Linked DNA regions of Sus scrofa: all the other regions are linked to region 2. Evidence: chromatin contacts called from public HiChIP or PLAC-seq and promoter capture Hi-C data. All regions are on one chromosome and are shown on one strand. Each heading gives the region's core, a stretch centred on a gene start, on an enhancer-like site or on the middle of the called end of the contact. The rest is flanking DNA. Distances are from core to core; before and after follow the strand shown.

Evidence for each region. Promoter capture Hi-C pulls out the DNA fragments that hold promoters and counts their contacts. HiChIP or PLAC-seq counts read pairs in DNA pulled down with a chosen protein or histone mark.
Region 1: a contact with region 2 is called in a promoter capture Hi-C map of fetal liver, with 3 times the contacts expected there. The contact joins the promoter of KCTD20 here to the promoter of SRSF3 in region 2. A contact is called at or near these places in 3 of 5 promoter capture datasets (fetal liver, fetal skeletal muscle and liver), 2 of 47 Hi-C or Micro-C datasets (embryonic fibroblasts and skeletal muscle) and 1 of 2 datasets of contacts at active chromatin or transcription factors (alveolar macrophages).
Region 3: an H3K27ac HiChIP or PLAC-seq map of alveolar macrophages shows a contact between it and region 2. The contact joins the promoter of ETV7 here to the promoter of SRSF3 in region 2. A contact is called at or near these places in 1 of 5 promoter capture datasets (fetal liver) and 2 of 2 datasets of contacts at active chromatin or transcription factors (alveolar macrophages and skeletal muscle).

What each region holds. Positions count from the first base shown.
Region 1 is chr7:32,144,519-32,147,738 of Sscrofa11.1, forward strand. It overlaps KCTD20 (BTB/POZ domain-containing protein KCTD20), which reads left to right and starts at 1,526. Exons shown (of 8, transcript XM_005665921.3): 1 at 1,526-1,710.
Region 2 is chr7:32,287,619-32,290,775 of Sscrofa11.1, forward strand. SRSF3 (serine/arginine-rich splicing factor 3) reads left to right here and starts at 1,846. Exons shown (of 6, transcript XM_021098646.1): 1 at 1,846-1,982.
Region 3 is chr7:32,108,266-32,111,510 of Sscrofa11.1, forward strand. ETV7 (transcription factor ETV7) reads right to left here and starts at 1,701. Exons shown (of 5, transcript XR_002345688.1): 1 at 1-1,701. It overlaps PXT1 (peroxisomal testis-specific protein 1), which reads right to left. Exons shown (of 4, transcript XM_013977855.2): 4 at 2,123-2,369. The coding sequence ends at 2,265. LOC106504396 (a long non-coding RNA gene) reads left to right here. Exons shown (of 6, transcript XR_001297833.2): 6 at 1-1,768.

The sequences.
Region 1 (3,220 bases), core at 276-2,775, 140 kb before region 2:
AGCAGCCGGGAATGCTGAGTTACCCACTTGAAGGTGAGCAGCCTTGTAGAATCACTGCCTACAGGTGACTAATGGAGCGTAATAAGCTAGCCCATCCTTATTCAAACACAGTACCAGGTCCTTACAATCATTATAAGTGAAGTGAGAGAATAGGAACTGGGAATGCCCTCTATAGCTCTAAGATCAAATTATAATGATCAAGTTTATAGCTTGTTTTTGAAATTAAAGTTGTTGCCTTTAATGAGGCAATTTTGCTGTACAAGTATCCCACAACCATTTGCAACCTACTGGAATGAGATATTTGCTCATATTTCTTCCATTTCAATGCTAATCCTCATTAGCCCCACATTAATTGCTAGACTTACATAAAAAAGTTGACTCAAAACACTGTTATTAACTTAATAGGTTTTGAATAGTTTGCATAATCAATATAGCTTTTTATTTAAATTTCATAACTTTTATTATTTATTTATTTATGTCTTTTTGGGGCCACACCCTAAAAAGGCATATGGAGGTTCCCAGGCTAGGGGTTTAATCGGAGCTGTAGCCACCGGTCTATGCCAGAGCCACAGTAACTCGGGATCCGAGCCGCGTATGCGACCTACACCACAGCTCAGGGCAATGTCAGATCTTTAACCAGCTGAGCAAAACTGAGCGAGGCCAGGGATCGAACCCGCAACTTCATGATTCCTAGTCGGATTCGTTTCCTGCTGTGAAGTACAAAAAACAGAAGAAATGACAAAAAGGACTGATGCTATTTCTTTCTTTTCATGCTTTTTAGGTCATGGACTATATACAGATTTTTTTTGTTTTGTCTTTTGTGTTTTTAGGGCCGCACACGTGGCATATGGAGGGTCCCAGGCTAGGGGTCAAATGGAAACTGTAGCTGCTGGCCAGCGCTCACCGCAATGCAGGATCCTCAACCCACTGAGCGAGGCCAGGGATAGAACCTGCATCCTCATGGATAGTAGTCAGGTTCATGTCCTCTGAGCCACAAAGGGAACTCCAGGTTTTTTGAGTGTTGAAATATTTTACTCGTAGCACGGCCAATTTCCCACTAATTTGCTTCAGGTTGATTAAAAATTTGTAATTCTGCTTTATTTGCTATGGTATGTAGTTTCATTAAACTCAAGGTTAGGGGGAGAACGTGGGCATTTCCCGCCCTCCTTTCGGTCAGAATGCCTATGCAGATACGGGCTTCCAAGCAAAACGTGTTAAAGGAACTCCATCATTCTTGCCGTCTCCTCCACCAAAAGTATGCAAAGATCTGGCCTCCACAATTTTCTAAAAGCACTAGCTGTCCCAGGGCTGTGCGAGCTTATTTCACAATTCAGGTAACTACTAACTTTTCCGTTTTATATCTTTAATAATTGAAAGAGGGTATCCGCAGCTCGGAAACCAATCTACCCTGGTAGTGACGGAGTGAGAACGACCGCACTGCAGGGCTTGCGCGGGATGAAACGGGACCCCCTACTGCGTGTGGCCCAGCGGGCGGGCCCGAGCCCGACCTTCCCGGCGTGCCCTGCGCGCCGAGGGGGACTCTTAACGTGAAGTGCTGGGTTACTCAGCCGCGTGGCCGCGCGGGCCGAGGCGGGGGCGCGCGCCGCTGCGGCACTACCGGTCCCCGCGGCGACTGCTCGCGGCGCCGGGTGCGCGCGCCTCCCGGGTGGATTCGGGCCCCGAGCGCGAGAGCGCGGCAGGGAGCGTCAGGTAAGTCGAGGCGCGGGACAGGTTGGAGGCGAAGACCCGGTGTGGCAGCGGGCCTGGCCCCAAAAGGTGCTTTCCTGTCGGGGGCTGGGGAGCCATCTCCTCCGGGCGCCGCTCGGGTGGCCGGCGCCGGGTCGGACCTCCAGTTGAAAGGCCGCGGGGCTACGGTCATCTCGAGGAAAAACGTTGGCAAAGGAGTTGCGGCCGCTGGTTTCCTTGCTGAGGGTAAAGCCTGTTTTTGGGGGGCAGAAGGGAGTCGATTTATGTGGAAATAGCACCGTCGTGGGGACGACTAAAGTATCAACTTGACTTTTCTGCAGGCCTTTTGGTGTTTTTATCCCCAAAGAAGAAAAATGATGAGCCCTGCCGTGTAAATGGATAAAACGTTTGCAGACGCGTTCTTTTCTAGCAACTAATTGAATTCATTAAAAATTAGGTAGTTGGTCAGACTTTTTCCCAAACTCTGGAGCGGAGAGTGCACACTTTTTGCGCCCCTGCTTCGAAGTATGTCTTCTCTGCCACCCACAAATTGCTAGCTTTCATCAGTGCCTCTGAGTGTGAAAGCGCTGGGGGAGCCTGAACCGGTAATTTTCTTTTAAATAAAACCTTGCTTTGTATAGCGTTCAGTGTCTTCAGGTTTACAAGCCTAGTTTTGCTCTATTGAAAAAATCTATTTTGGAGTTTGTGATTCTTTCTGAAAATTCCTGGATTGAACCTACTGATTTTTAATCGAGAAACCAGTGAACAAACTAACAAGATAAACAAGGCTGTGAGGAACTGGTTAACCAGTTTATGAAAATGCGTTTTTCAGGCCCTTTTAATTGTTCCCTTAGTAGCTGTTAAACAGCTATCTGCAGCTGTTACCTGAGAATTTAAGGGTTTTTTTTAATGTTCCCCCAAACAAAGTGTTGTAGTTACAGCAGTTGAATATGATGAATCGGAGTCAAAGAACTTCACCCTCAACGCGTCCTGGTGCCTGACACTTCCACCCACCCCACCCCCCACCTCGATTCTGGGACAGTAGTTCTCAAAATAAGTTTGTGCCTTAAAAATGCCAAAACCCCTCCCAGAAATTTTAAAAATAATTTAAAAAAATTTTATACAATTTTTAAAGGTCACTTTCCATTTGCAGTTATTACAAAATATTGGCTGTATTCCTGGTGTTATACAATGCATCCTTCAGCCTATCTTATACCCAATAGTTTGTACCTCCTTTCCCCCTCCCCTGTATTACTCCACCACCACCACTAGTTTTTTTCTCTATATTTGTGAGTCTGCTTCTTTTTTGTGCTATTCACTGGTTTGTTGTTGTTGTTGTTGTTTAATTTCACATATAAGTGATACACAGTATTTGTCTTTCTGTGTCAGAATTCTTTCACTTAGCATACTGCCCTCCAAGTGCATCCATGTTGCTGCAAATGGTAAAGTTTCGTTCTTTTTTTATAGTTGAGTAGTAGTCCATTTTGTATGTGTATCACCTCTTTTTTTAGCCGTTTATGTTACTTCTTTGTCC
Region 2 (3,157 bases), core at 596-3,095:
CCAAAGGTGAAGTTCCTGGAGTTCCCACTGTGGCTCAGTGGTTAACGAATCCAACTAGGAACCACGAGGTTGTAGGTTTGATCCCTGGCCTTGCTCGGTGGGTTAAGGATCCAGTGTTGCCATGAGCTGTGGTGTAGGTGGCAAACACAGCTCGGATCCCATGTTGCTGTGGCTCTGGCGAAGGCCAGCAGCCTACAGCTCTGATTAGACCCCTAGCCTGGGACCCTCCCTATGCCACAAGTGCAGCCCTAGAAAATACAAAAAGACAAACAAAGTTGAAGTTCCTGTAAGTGGGGAGACTGCATGTAACAACCCTGCAAGGCTTGGTGTAGTTACCCATTTTACAGAGAGGAAACTAATATTGAGATGGTAAGGGATATTTCTCCAGACACTTTAGCAGTAAGTAGCAGCAGTACTGTGGGTCCAAATATAGGACTGTCTGACTTCAATGGCTTTGCTTTGATAGAAGGAAATAAAAAGAGGAGAAAAGCTTACACAGGAAGAGAGGAGCAAATCAAAGCAAATAGAAGTAAGCCAGAATAGAAAAACATTTAGAGAAGGAAAGAAGAGGAAGAGAAAAGCTTTGCTAGAATTCCTACCTGGGAAAAACCCAGGTAAGACCAGCTCAGGGCTTGGCTCAACAAATGTAGTTTCCATTCTCCCTCTTCCCTTGCCAGTATGAAATCCTCGTTTTTTACAGGTGTGAAAACTCAGAAACAGTAAGTCGTGTCTCCACCCCACATGGATAGATAAACTTCTTAGAGCCACAATAAGAGAATATCTGGGAAAAGGAAAGCAGTGAATGTTTGGCATATCTTTCAGCTACTGGTGGAAAAATACAAGTTATTATTTTTCTTGAGAGCAGATTTAGATACGTTAGTAAGTCAGACTCCACTGAAAGGGGAGGAAACCAGGCAACCCTCTTAGCTGAACTCACTGTTCCAGAGAGGAAGATCTTGGTGATTTTTCTAACAAACCATTGGTATTTCTCTCCCAATAGTTAATTTCGTGGCTCAGTTCTTTTCAGAGGAAGTGGAAAGCAGAGAGGAAGGTGTTAGTGAACCATAGACCCCCCACCTCTGAGCCCCGGTCAGTACAACAGCCTTTGCCAGAAGACAGACTGGTATTCGTTGCGGAGGAGAGGGGTGCCGAATTCAATCTCCTCAGGAACTTCCTTTTATACTGTTACTAAATGCGATACTTTCTGGATGGCCTGACCCGTCTCATTTGCCTTTGAGTTTCTATTAAACATTTCAAGAGTCCAAAATGATGACGCCATCGTCTCTGCCAAATCGTGCAGTTTGGGTGAGAGGTGGCAGACCAGCCAGAGTTGGGCCGACTTTCCGTGACTGGGCTTTTCCCCAAGTGTGGGACCCGGAGGGGCACAGTGTGGTGACAGCGGGTTCACAAACAGCCCCGTGACCTTGGGAGCAACTCCGAAGCACGTTTGTAAACGTGATGGTCTCAGTTCCTGCCTAACCGCTCATGCGGAGCAGTAATTAATGAACTCATTTTATACTGTAATCTTATTGGGTGCAAAAGGCTCTATCAGTGTTTGGGTGTGACCGGCGATGATGTTATTAAATCCCTATTAATAGGCTATTTGGAGATGAGGGAGAGGTGACTGAGGAGAACTCGGCAACAGGAGAATTACACCGAGGGAGCTCTGGCCCTGAGGCACGACGGCTGCGCGCGTCTCCACCGACGAGGCAGCACAACCAGAGAAGGCTCTCAGCAACCGCGGTTCTCGCAGCGTTTGTGGCCATTACGTCACGGTCTTCTTCGCCTCTCATTGGGCGAACCCGTCCAATCATGTGACTCCAGGATGGCTTATAAATACAGGCGAGGAGACGGTGTTGGTCCGCCATTTCGTGGACGCCGGATCGGGGAGAGTATCTGCTGGAGCCAGGCGGGAGGGGAGTGGGAAGAGACAGCCGCGGGTGCGTGGATTTGAGTCTTCGCATTTCTAATCTAAGATCTCGGTAAGAGACCCAGCGACTAAAGGAATGAGGTGGGAAATGGGCCTTAACAGGACCGAGGTGGGGCCAGGCCCAATGGCGGCGCCAGATTGAGACAAAGAGACGCTGCCGCCATTTTGTGACGTTCAACACGGGGCGGTGGAGGGGGCTCCCGGCCCCCCGGAGCAGGCACCCAGGCTTCCAAGTGGAGGTGCTTATAACCCTTCCCTGGGGGGCTGAATCGGGAAGTGAGATTGCTCGAGTTGAGGCAAAGGGGGTATCGGTAATCGGTTGTACTCTAGATCGCGGCCATTCAATTTATGGCGCCTTTTTTTTCTTTTTGCCCACGTTTCCTTAAGTAGCGGCTTAGGATTTTTTTTCTTCAAGTCACTACTCAAGACTGGACCCTTCGATCCATATTTGAGGATTTCTCTACTTTCTTTCATTTTCGTGTTACTTTAACTTCACTTTTTACAGCCTGAATCCAATAACTATTTTTTTTTAAGCTGATCTTTCTTGAGCTGTATTGTTCTTATAGCTGCTTCGCATTAAAACTGGTCAGGGTAAAGTTTTTGGGAAAGATTAATTCACCAACAATGGGTTTGGTCTCGGAACTTCTGGGCACAGGGCGGGGTCACACAAATAGGATGTGTCTGGGCGGGTATTTTTTTTTTTTTTAATTGGATAACGTGTTTATGAAAAGCCCTTAAGCTGAGTTTTTGGACAGGCTGCTTTTCGTATGTAATCTACAAGTTGATTAGATTCGTTGCTGAGGCGGCTTTATTAGTATTGAAGGTTTTTCAAATGTAAACTAAAGTGCCTTAAGTTCTTGCACAACAAATAATCTATTTTTTTCCCCATGAGGTGGAGTTAATGTAACATTCATTTTAAAGTGCACGATTCAGAAGCATTCGATACCTTCACAATGTTGTGTAACTATCACCTCTATCTAGTTTTAAAGCATTTTATTATACCCACTAAGGTGACCTGTACTGTTAAGCAGCCACTACCCTTTTGGCCTGCCCCTTTCTCTCCCGCAGCCCCTGGTAGCTACTAATCTGTCTCTGGATTTACCCGTTTCGGATATTTCACATACATGGGATGGTATTACGTGTATTTTTTTTGTCTGATATCTATAACTTAGCATGCTTTCACGTTTTGTCCATGTTTATGGGTACTCGTTCCTGAATACTCCATTG
Region 3 (3,245 bases), core at 451-2,950, 180 kb before region 2:
CCCGGCCCCAGCTCGGCCTCCGCCTGCCCTTTGGCCGGAAGGAGTCCCCACTACCCCAAGTCCAAGGGCCACTGTCAGAGAGGCTGTGATGCTCTTCCTGACCTAGACCCAGGTCTCAGTGGCATCTGACTGACACCTTTCCTCAGGCCTCTGGCTGCTCTGGTGTGGTGCCCACCCGCCTATCCACCCCCCACCTCCCCCCCCCCCCCACACACACACCTGTCTCAGCTCCCTCTGCCTTGAGAGGAAGCTGAGAAAGGTTGTAAGCACTAAAGCAAACCAATACATGGGGAAGATAAGAAAGCAAGAAGCCTTAATAACTTGCCCAGACTCTTGAAAGTGTAGATGCTGTCGGCTTAGCACTGCTAAAGCATGAGCTTCTGGAAATCAATGAGAACAAGACCAGAGGAGTTCTCTTGTAGCAGTGGATTAAGGATCCCGTGTTGTCACTGCAGCAGCTTGGGTCACTGCTCTGGCGAGGGCTTGATCTCTGGCCTGGAAACTTCGACATGCTGCGAGTTCAGCAAGAAAGAAAGAAGAAAACAGAGAAACAGAGAGGGAGGGAGGGAAAATTTAAGTTATTCTGAGATATTTTTAATCCTTTAGCTTGGAAAAGAAAAGTCTCGTAGCATAAGCTGCTGGAGAGGCTGAGGGGAACAGAGAACACCAGGCATGTAAAGTGATGCGGTCCCACGGAGGCCAGCGAGGCAGGCCTAGCAACGTCACAGATGTATTTCCCCTTCACCAGCAGTCCCAATGCTGGAAAAGTATTCGACACATACACCCACACATATCCAAAATGTACGTGGTTATTTTTTTCCGTATGGCTTCTAATACCAAATGATTAGAAGCAACCCAGGCATCAGGGGGCTGATGAGACAAATTCTGCTACATCCATTTAACAGAATCCTGTGTGTTGTCTGAGGGCGCTTTCTGCGAATCGTGGCAAGCTCTCCAAGAGGCAACGTGGCAGAGCGGTTAAGAACCTAGACCCTGAGGACAGTTGCCTGCCTGCCTTGGAAACCCAGCTATGCCACTTACCAGCCACGTGCCCTTGAGCAACTCAGTTAACCGATGCACTGCCTCTCTCTACTAACTACTGCCTCAGTTTCCTTAACAGTAAAATAGAGCTAATAATAAAACCTATCTCATAAGGTCCTTAGGAAGAGTGAATGGGTTAACATTTGTGAGACAACTAGCATAGTGCCTGAGCACCATGTGAAGCAAAAAATGAAGGTACAGAACAGTGTATATTACATGCTTCCTTGTGTGTGTGTAAATAATATAGATACACACCATGTACAGTACTGGTATTTGTACAAAGAAACTGAAAGGATATGTAATACATGATAAATGTAACTGGGATTCAGGATAGAAAATAAGAGCAAAGGTTTTCATTGTAAACCTTTTGATATGGCTTTGATTTTTTTTAACCATGTGAATAAATAAATACCTATTCCAAAGGGGAAAAAATAAATAAGAAAGACATTTTAGGTTCTATTCCCCACTAGGAAGCCAAAACCTAAGTGATGATAGGCATTGCCTGAGACAGACTAAAAAATTAGGGACATTTTCCTTTGGAAGGACATTTCCCTTTGTAGAGTTTGATCAGACTCTACAAAATTACGAACTCATATGAGCAGAAACAAGTGGAATCCCTGCTTCACAAAGAAACGTGCATAGGTGTTTCATGCTCAATAAAATAACCGTGTTTATTTCATCTTAAAAATTATTAGTTTTAAATAACACTTTTCCTACAAAGAACTCAGAATGCATATACAGAACTTATAATTTATAACAATAAACTTTCTTAACAGACTTCTCAAAGAGGGGAGGGAGGGAATATGAGGTAGACAGAAAGGTAAAAAGACGGGGCACTGCAGATCTGTTCACAGGCGGGCGGCAGTGGGGCCAACAGGGCCCGGGACCCAGGGAGGGGCCCAGGAGGAAGCACCCATTTCTGTGACCTCTGGTTTGGGCTTGGGGTTCAGTTTCACTCATGGAAGGAAATGGTCAAGGCTTCCTTCGGAGGAGCACCGGGACTATCCACAGCACTGGCGTGACGTGTTTAAAGTCTCCTGGGTTCCTTGGTCAGACATCTCATCCATGGTTGTTCTGAACAGACGAATGGCCAGTGGGTCCACAGTTCTCCAACAAAGTGGGCACAAAGCAACAACGGTGAAGAGGCAGGTGAGGGGCTTCCTCCCACCTGCTCCAGTGAGATTCCTGTTTCCTTGGAGGATAGAACGACATTTACATTCCTTTCACATCAAATGGTTATTCCAGAGAAAGCGCAGTAACACGTGCACGCCTTCAGCAAAAACTAAGACAAACTGAGCCAGGAGAGCTCTGCCTTCCTGTTGAAAATCCTGTTTAAAAGAAGAGAGAAGTTTAAACAAAAAAACCAACAACAGGCATTCCTGCCATGGCACAGTGAGTTAAGAATACGAACTCTAGGAGTTCCCGTCGTGGCTCAGTGGTTAATGAATCCAACTAGGGACCATGCGGTTGCGGGTTCGATCCCTGGCCTTGCTCAGTGGGTTAAGGATCCAGCATTGCTGTGATCTGTGGTGTAGGTTGCAGATGCGGCTTGGATCCTGTGTTGCTGTGGCTCTGGCGTAGGCCGGCGGAGATTTGACCCTTATTCTGGGAACAGCTCTGATTTGACCCTTATCCTGGGAACCTCCATGTGCCGTGGGGAGTGGTCCAAGAAATGGCAAAAAAAAAAAAAAAAATGAACTCTGGCATCTGGGGTTGCCGCGGAAGCTTGGCCCATTGGCCCACGCAGCGGGTTAAAGGATCTGGCGTTGCCAAAGCTGCAGCTCAGATTCAGTCCCTGGTGTGGGACTGCCCATATACTTTGGGTGCAGCCGTAAAAAAAATAATCCAGGAGTTTCCGTTGTGGCACAGCAGAAATGAATCCGACCAGGAACCATGAGGTTGCAGGTTCGATCCCTGGCCTCGCTCAGTGGGTTAAAGATCCCACATCTCTGTGAGCTGTGGTGTGGGTCGCAGACGTGACTCGGATCCGTGTTGCTGTGTCTGTGGCTCAAATTTGACCCCTAGCCTGGAACCTCCATATGCCATGAGTGTGGCCCTGAAAAGCAAAAATGAAATAAAATAAAAAATAAAATAATCCAAAATTAGAACTTCAGCATAAATATTAATTCAATCAGTGCCATAAACAAGCTTCTGGGGCTGCTCTATGAATTGGAAGACCATCTTGGTCAGTTCCATAATGTCCA